Regions from separate parts of the Rattus norvegicus genome. Here region 1 is linked to region 2. Evidence: chromatin contacts called from public Hi-C data. All regions are on one chromosome and are shown on one strand. Each heading gives the region's core, a stretch centred on a gene start, on an enhancer-like site or on the middle of the called end of the contact. The rest is flanking DNA. Distances are from core to core; before and after follow the strand shown.

What was found. Hi-C and Micro-C count contacts between places; a contact is called where the count stands out from the background.
Region 1: a Hi-C map of mammary epithelial cells shows a contact between it and region 2, with 4 times the contacts expected there. The contact joins two enhancer-like sites. A contact is called at or near these places in 2 of 12 Hi-C or Micro-C datasets (mammary epithelial cells and psoas muscle).

What each region holds. Positions count from the first base shown.
Region 1 is chr8:38,832,262-38,835,104 of GRCr8, reverse strand. All of the region lies in intron 5 of Arhgap32 (Rho GTPase activating protein 32), which reads right to left. Among named protein-coding and RNA genes, the nearest start is that of Rpl35l2, 64 kb to the left of the region's middle. Within about 2 kb of position 1,559, at least 2 of the 93 cell types and tissues checked have an H3K27ac peak or open chromatin away from gene starts, as enhancers often do.
Region 2 is chr8:38,258,925-38,262,044 of GRCr8, reverse strand. No RefSeq gene overlaps it. Among named protein-coding and RNA genes, the nearest start is that of Tmem45b, 92 kb to the right of the region's middle. Within about 2 kb of position 1,629, at least 1 of the 93 cell types and tissues checked has an H3K27ac peak or open chromatin away from gene starts, as enhancers often do.

The DNA of each region.
Region 1 (2,843 bases), core at 310-2,809, 570 kb before region 2:
GCCAACATAGTAGCACCTTCACAGTTTCCGGATCAACAATACTATGTCTCAAGCACATTTAGTTAATTTGATAAGTTTCATGATGAATTATGACTCTGGAACATATATTTTTTATAGTCCTAAGACTTTTATACCAATAGGATAAACTCATACGCAGTTAGAAACCCAGATCATGGATGATGGTGGCACTGAGAACTCATATCACTATAGAATGTACATGAGACTGTAAGATTAGAGCTGCATTTCCCATTTGTCTTGCTTTAGAGGAAACTCAATTCAGGCTAGGAAGACTCCCTGGAGAACACACTGTTAAGTTACTCTTACCACCTCAGTCCCTACACTGTCACCATCAGTCATCAAAACAAGTGAGACTGCGCCATGCTTATATATGAGCACTCGTGCCTTTCCAGACAGGTGTGGCGATGCGGGCCGATAGGGAAGGTCATGCATGAAGGCCAGCTAGGACTACAGGAAGCTAGGCAAGCCTGACCCACATGGTAAGTCTGTCTCAGAAAACACATTACAAAATAGAATTGCTGGCCACTGAGACCGCTAAGCAGGTAAAGACGCTTGCTCCCAAATCTGATGATTTGGATTCAATCTCTGGGAGCCACTGGACAAAGAGGGGAACCAACCCCCACAAGTTGTCCTCTGCTGTCCCCCATGGACCAAGGCATATTCATGGGCACACATCTATGCACACACAAAATATAGACATGAATGAAAAATAATTTCTGTCTAAAATATTTCAGAGTGCTAGAAAATGTGGTTTATTATTTGACTCTCATCTCACTTAGTCCTCACACAATTCTGTGACATAAGTGGGGTAGAAAACTGAGGGCCAGGGACGTTAAAGAACTTACTTCAGATAATGGAGGCAACAATATAGCCCATGGGTTTTTAGTATTCAACTAGGGCACTTGAAAACTATGGTTCTCTGTTTCTCTTGCACTTGATCACTGTTTTCTGGTTATAAAGGAACATTCAGCATGACTGCAGCATACAGTTAAGTTCTTAAGCAAGGCTCATTTCAAATTCCTTTCCTGAAACTGCTGTGAAGAACTAGCGAGACCATGTGCGAACAGGTAAAATAAACTATTCAGTTACCCTATTTTAAATGAAAGTACAGGGCTGTGGATACAGCTCAGTGTCCCAGACACCCTGAAGGGGAGTCCAGAGCCAGCTTGTTAGTCTGAAACATTTTACTCTGCATTTTGGAGGCAGAGTCAAAAGAAAAGGCCAGCCTAGACTACACTGTAAGTTCTAGACCTACCTAGGGCTCCAGCATAAAATCTTGTCTCAAAATAAATACAAGTCCAGGCTTCAAAGAAAAAAGTGTTATTATTAGCCTTCCCTGTCCTTAGTCACACATCCCTGCCCCTCTGGTGAGGAGCCCCACAGCTGCTCTCCTTAGCCTCCTCCCCAGAAAGCTCAGGACACGGGGGTTAAAACTTACCCTTTCCCATGCCACATTTCTGACTAAACCTGATCTGTACCTTGCATCGAGTTACTTAACAGTATACATAAACCTAGGGTACAAAGACAGATGGCGTCCATTCACCATGCTAACACTAGATGGCGGTGTGACATAGAGCACAGAGGAAGAGTCCAGCTTCAGGCTGACAAAAGTACAATCCATTGCTTCTACAAATGCTACAGGAGATCCTCCCCTTCTCATGGGGGGGGGGGATCTTGTGACGTGGATAAGTCATTATTTTTTGTTCATGAGACACTGCAATTTGGAAAAAATGCAATGAAAGTTGCTGGGAGCAGCATGGTACCCACTTGGGTTGCCCGAGAGTTCTAGGCTGTCGTGTACTGTGCTCAGCCAGTGTCAGCACTAAATTGAGCACTTATCTGGTTTCCTTCCGGGAGTTGGGGATCACCAGGTTGTCTAAAGAAGATAGCAATGACCTTCTGTTTTCAGATTTTAATTTCCCTAAACAAAATACACTGGAGCATCAACAATACGGTCACCACAGTACTATTCAAAGGAAAACACCAAAAACTGAATGTGCTTATTAAAAATCAGTGGGTGGAGCACAACTGTAATGTTAAGTAAGGCTCTGGGTTAAATACCCAGCAATGCCCCAGATGCTGACTGGATAAAAGTGCATGTATTACTAACAATCCCTGTGGTATTGTACAGCTCTCAAGAAAAGATGCATGACATTAGAAGCACAAAATTAACGGAAATTGTAGAGGAAAGAGCTGTGTGTGGCAAAGAGGTTTTTTTTAGGTAAGTACTATTAAGTATGCTTTCCTCAACTCTTGTCCAGAAAAGAAAACAGAAAATAAAAAATAACTTACCAAGCAAGAAAAAAATAATTAATATATTTTAAAACTGATGTTTGGAAAATGACAAATTAAGAAGGCTGAAAACTGGCTTTCTGGTTAGACCTAATTTTTAGAGTATTTTACAAATTTAAAAAGGCAAGACAGATACTTTTCTTAATATAAAACATAAAAGCTAATGTTTTTAAAAAGGCAAAAACAAGTTAGAGCAATGTTAAATGTTAACTTGAAATGATGATTAAAGTCTTTATTGGGAAGGTTTCAACAGAAAAACTTAACCCTTCAGACAGCACACAGCTCTAATTAATGCAGAATTATTCCAGGGTACTTATTAAAAGAAGAAGAAAACCAAGCTTGGGCGGACACTCATCTATGAAATATTAGCAGAGTGATAGAAGAAATTTGTTTTAAAACACATGCAACACAGCAGAGCATGCTGCAGGATCATAAAGATGCTGGAAGAATCTATTTCCAGAACAAGAGAAACTCTCTGCATTCTATTAAATTTTTATGACAGCTATTCACACTAGGTGGATGACAGCTATTCA
Region 2 (3,120 bases), core at 380-2,879:
ATAATTCCGGCTACTTCAATCAGCCAGGCCCTCCCCGGGCTGCCCACGGGAGACAGAACCTGTTTGAAGCCAGGGCACTGGGTTCGTCTTCTTTCCACCCTTTTCATCTCCACGCAGACGGCGGGGCGCGGGCACCTCCCGATGGACCCCGGCAAGGAGCAGCATCAGCCATGGGCCCCGTGCCAATGCACAGAATCAAGGCGATAAAATAATTACGAATGAAAGGGAGATTAGTGAGCACTGAGGAGACAAATGCTTCCAAAATGGTTCTAGAAATCTCCTCGGCGTGCTCTCAAAGGGGACTTCGCTGCAGCTGCCATCTCCATGGCAATCGGGCAGCAGATGCTGCGGGGCCAAGAGCACTCTGGACACTTGTCAGAGCCACCCAACACCAGCCCGGGAGGGAGACGTAGGCCGGTCACCTTGGCATCACGGAATTGCGCCGGCCCTGAGCACAAACTTATTTTCCCCCATTTTTAGTGCCCCTCCCTTTCTCTTGGCCTCTGCAGAGTCCACTAATAAGTGGGTGACAACTGCTGAGAGACTGGTCCTGTCTGGCAGTTGCTCTGAGAAATACTCCAAGGGGGGATGAAGCCTCACGTGGCTAAAAAGTCCTTTGGGGCCAAGGTGTTCTCTTGCCAGTCCTACTCATTTTTTTCCTCAAAACTTTATTTTGGTGTCTTGTGAGATTGAGTCGATATTGACAAACAACTTGGGATAACTCCTCTTTCCGGCCCACTGTCTCCACCACCTTCCTCAGATCTCCTCTGATAAAGAAAATCTAAGCCGCAGCCATTGACAGTTGTCGAAGTGTGAGTTAACACAAGCTGTAGCAGGAACTCTAGGACAGGGAAGGAGGCCTCTCCACCTAATGGGACAGAAAGTCTGAAACGCGGCCGTGCATGGTCTATAGGCTATCTTTTCCAGGTACCTCCTCGATAGTACAAGCTAGGGGCAGGACATGTTTAGAACCAGCAGTTCTAATTATGCAACAAGTGGCCCAGACTGAAATAGTTAATTTGTTGGACAGTGAGATGCTGAGAAGCCCCACAACCCAAAATTCCAAAATATGCAATGCTCTATAATCTAAAAACCTGAACATCAACATGATGCCCCAAGTGGAAAACCCTACACCCGACCTCTTGTGTTCTCGTCAGGAAGTCCCAGCATCCACCTGCAAAGAATGCTTCAACTGTGTGAACTATGCTGACACAGCGATATTACAGAAATACAGGAGAGCAGATACTGAAAATGAGTAGAAAAATCTACCTTCCACTGCACTGCGTTCAAGCAGCTCAGAGTCTAGCTGAGGGGTGTTGAAAGAGCAACATCAGGAGTACCGCAGAGAGTTCAACAAAAATAAAATAAAAATAAAAATAAAAAAAAGAGGTGGGAACAACCACCAAGTGCCCAGGTAGGTCTCTCCGGCTGTGACCTCCACTGAGACTGAACGTGCCTGTGTGCATTTTTGCAAAGAAAGCTTCAAAGTTCTCGTGCAAGTTTCAAGTGGATCTGAATCAAAACTGAGAGAAACAACAGGCTTAAAGTGAGAAAAGGGCAGAGAGAGCCAAAGGGAATGCACAGGCTGGACGACTGACCGTTTGCAGACACAGCTCAGAGCACACCCGCTCCCTGGGGAGACCTAGGGCTGCCAAGGTCTGAGGCTTTGTGTCTGGGTCAGCGACTTTCTCCAGCTTCCTTTCAAAGTAGCCAACTTTCAGACAGAACGATACCCAGAATCCCGAGAGCCAAATCTCAGTCAAAACGAGCGCGGTCTGAGCAGAGCAGGTTGACTTCGTGCTATCTTTCCTCAAGATCTGCAGCTTCAATATCCTACACTGGATTGGAAGTCTCCTGTGGACAGAGCTTAAATTCCCTGCCTAGACATTTGTGAGCCTGAGGTAACAATGGGTTTCCTCATTTTTTATATCCTCCTCGGTAAGATTGTGAACTAGTCACGGCCACCCACCCACCCTTGCTTCAGGTGCTGTTGGGAACGTATTTTCTTCAGGAAGAACTTGACCGTGGCCTTTCTGGATCAAAAACCTGCACAAGTCTCTCACGAGATCAGAGTCAGAGCTCCAAAGCCTTCACAAGATTTTCATACTCCTTCCCTCTCCTACGTTACAAAGAGGCAGACAATGACTGTGGTGGAACTCTCTAGTAGTATAGGCCTCCCAGACATCACCCAGGGGAACTCTGTAGTAGTATAGCTCTCCATATGTCCTGCAGAAGGCTCTCCAGTAATGTAGCCTCCCACACATCATCCAGGAGGACTCTTTAGTTGTATAGCTAGCTCCCCATAAGTCACACAGGAGACTCTTCAATGGTGGATACGCATATGTTGCTCACAGCACTTCTTGGGGTGTAGTGACTTTGAAACACCCATCCTCTCGAAGGTAACTCCAGTAAACTCATTGGTTCAGTAAGCTGGGCTTTCTTTGGTCAGTTCTTTTTTTAATCTGCCAGTACCCTCCTATCTGGGGCAAATAGATGTTTCTTTACATCTCCCTAGCAAAGTCCTGAAACAGCTATCATCCTTGGCTCCTGTCCCTCCTTCACTTTCTCATTGAAATCACCTGCTTGCTTGTCAAGATGTCCCTTTCAAAATCTGCTGACTCAGAACTGCCAAGTACGAGGTCCTATCCAGGAAACTTCCCTAAGCTCTCAGATCAAGCCATCAAATAGGGATCCCACAGAGACTCTGTGTTAGGTCCATATTGCACCAGTGAGGCCAAAACCTACAATGGGCATCTAAATTCACTCTGCATTGCTTGAGCCCACTTCAAAGCTAATGACAGATCTAGGAGAAGAAAATTCCAGGACTGTGTGTTTATAGGTCTGGGGTGCAAGCCCTGGAGCAGTTTCCCCAAGACTGAAACACTCAATCTAAAAGAGTTCTAAAAGCAAGTTCTTTAAGACAAAAGGTAAACATCTCAAAACAGCCTCAGGAAGTCCCTGAAACTGAACAGATTCACTACCCCTACCTGGATAGACAAATATTAAAGACTACTGAGAGTCACTCTCAGCTAATTCCAGCCCTACCTGGAAGAAGCAGAGACCAAATCAACTTTTGAGAAAAGACTAAGAGCAGAGGGTCTTCTTGGAAGAGGCTCAGAT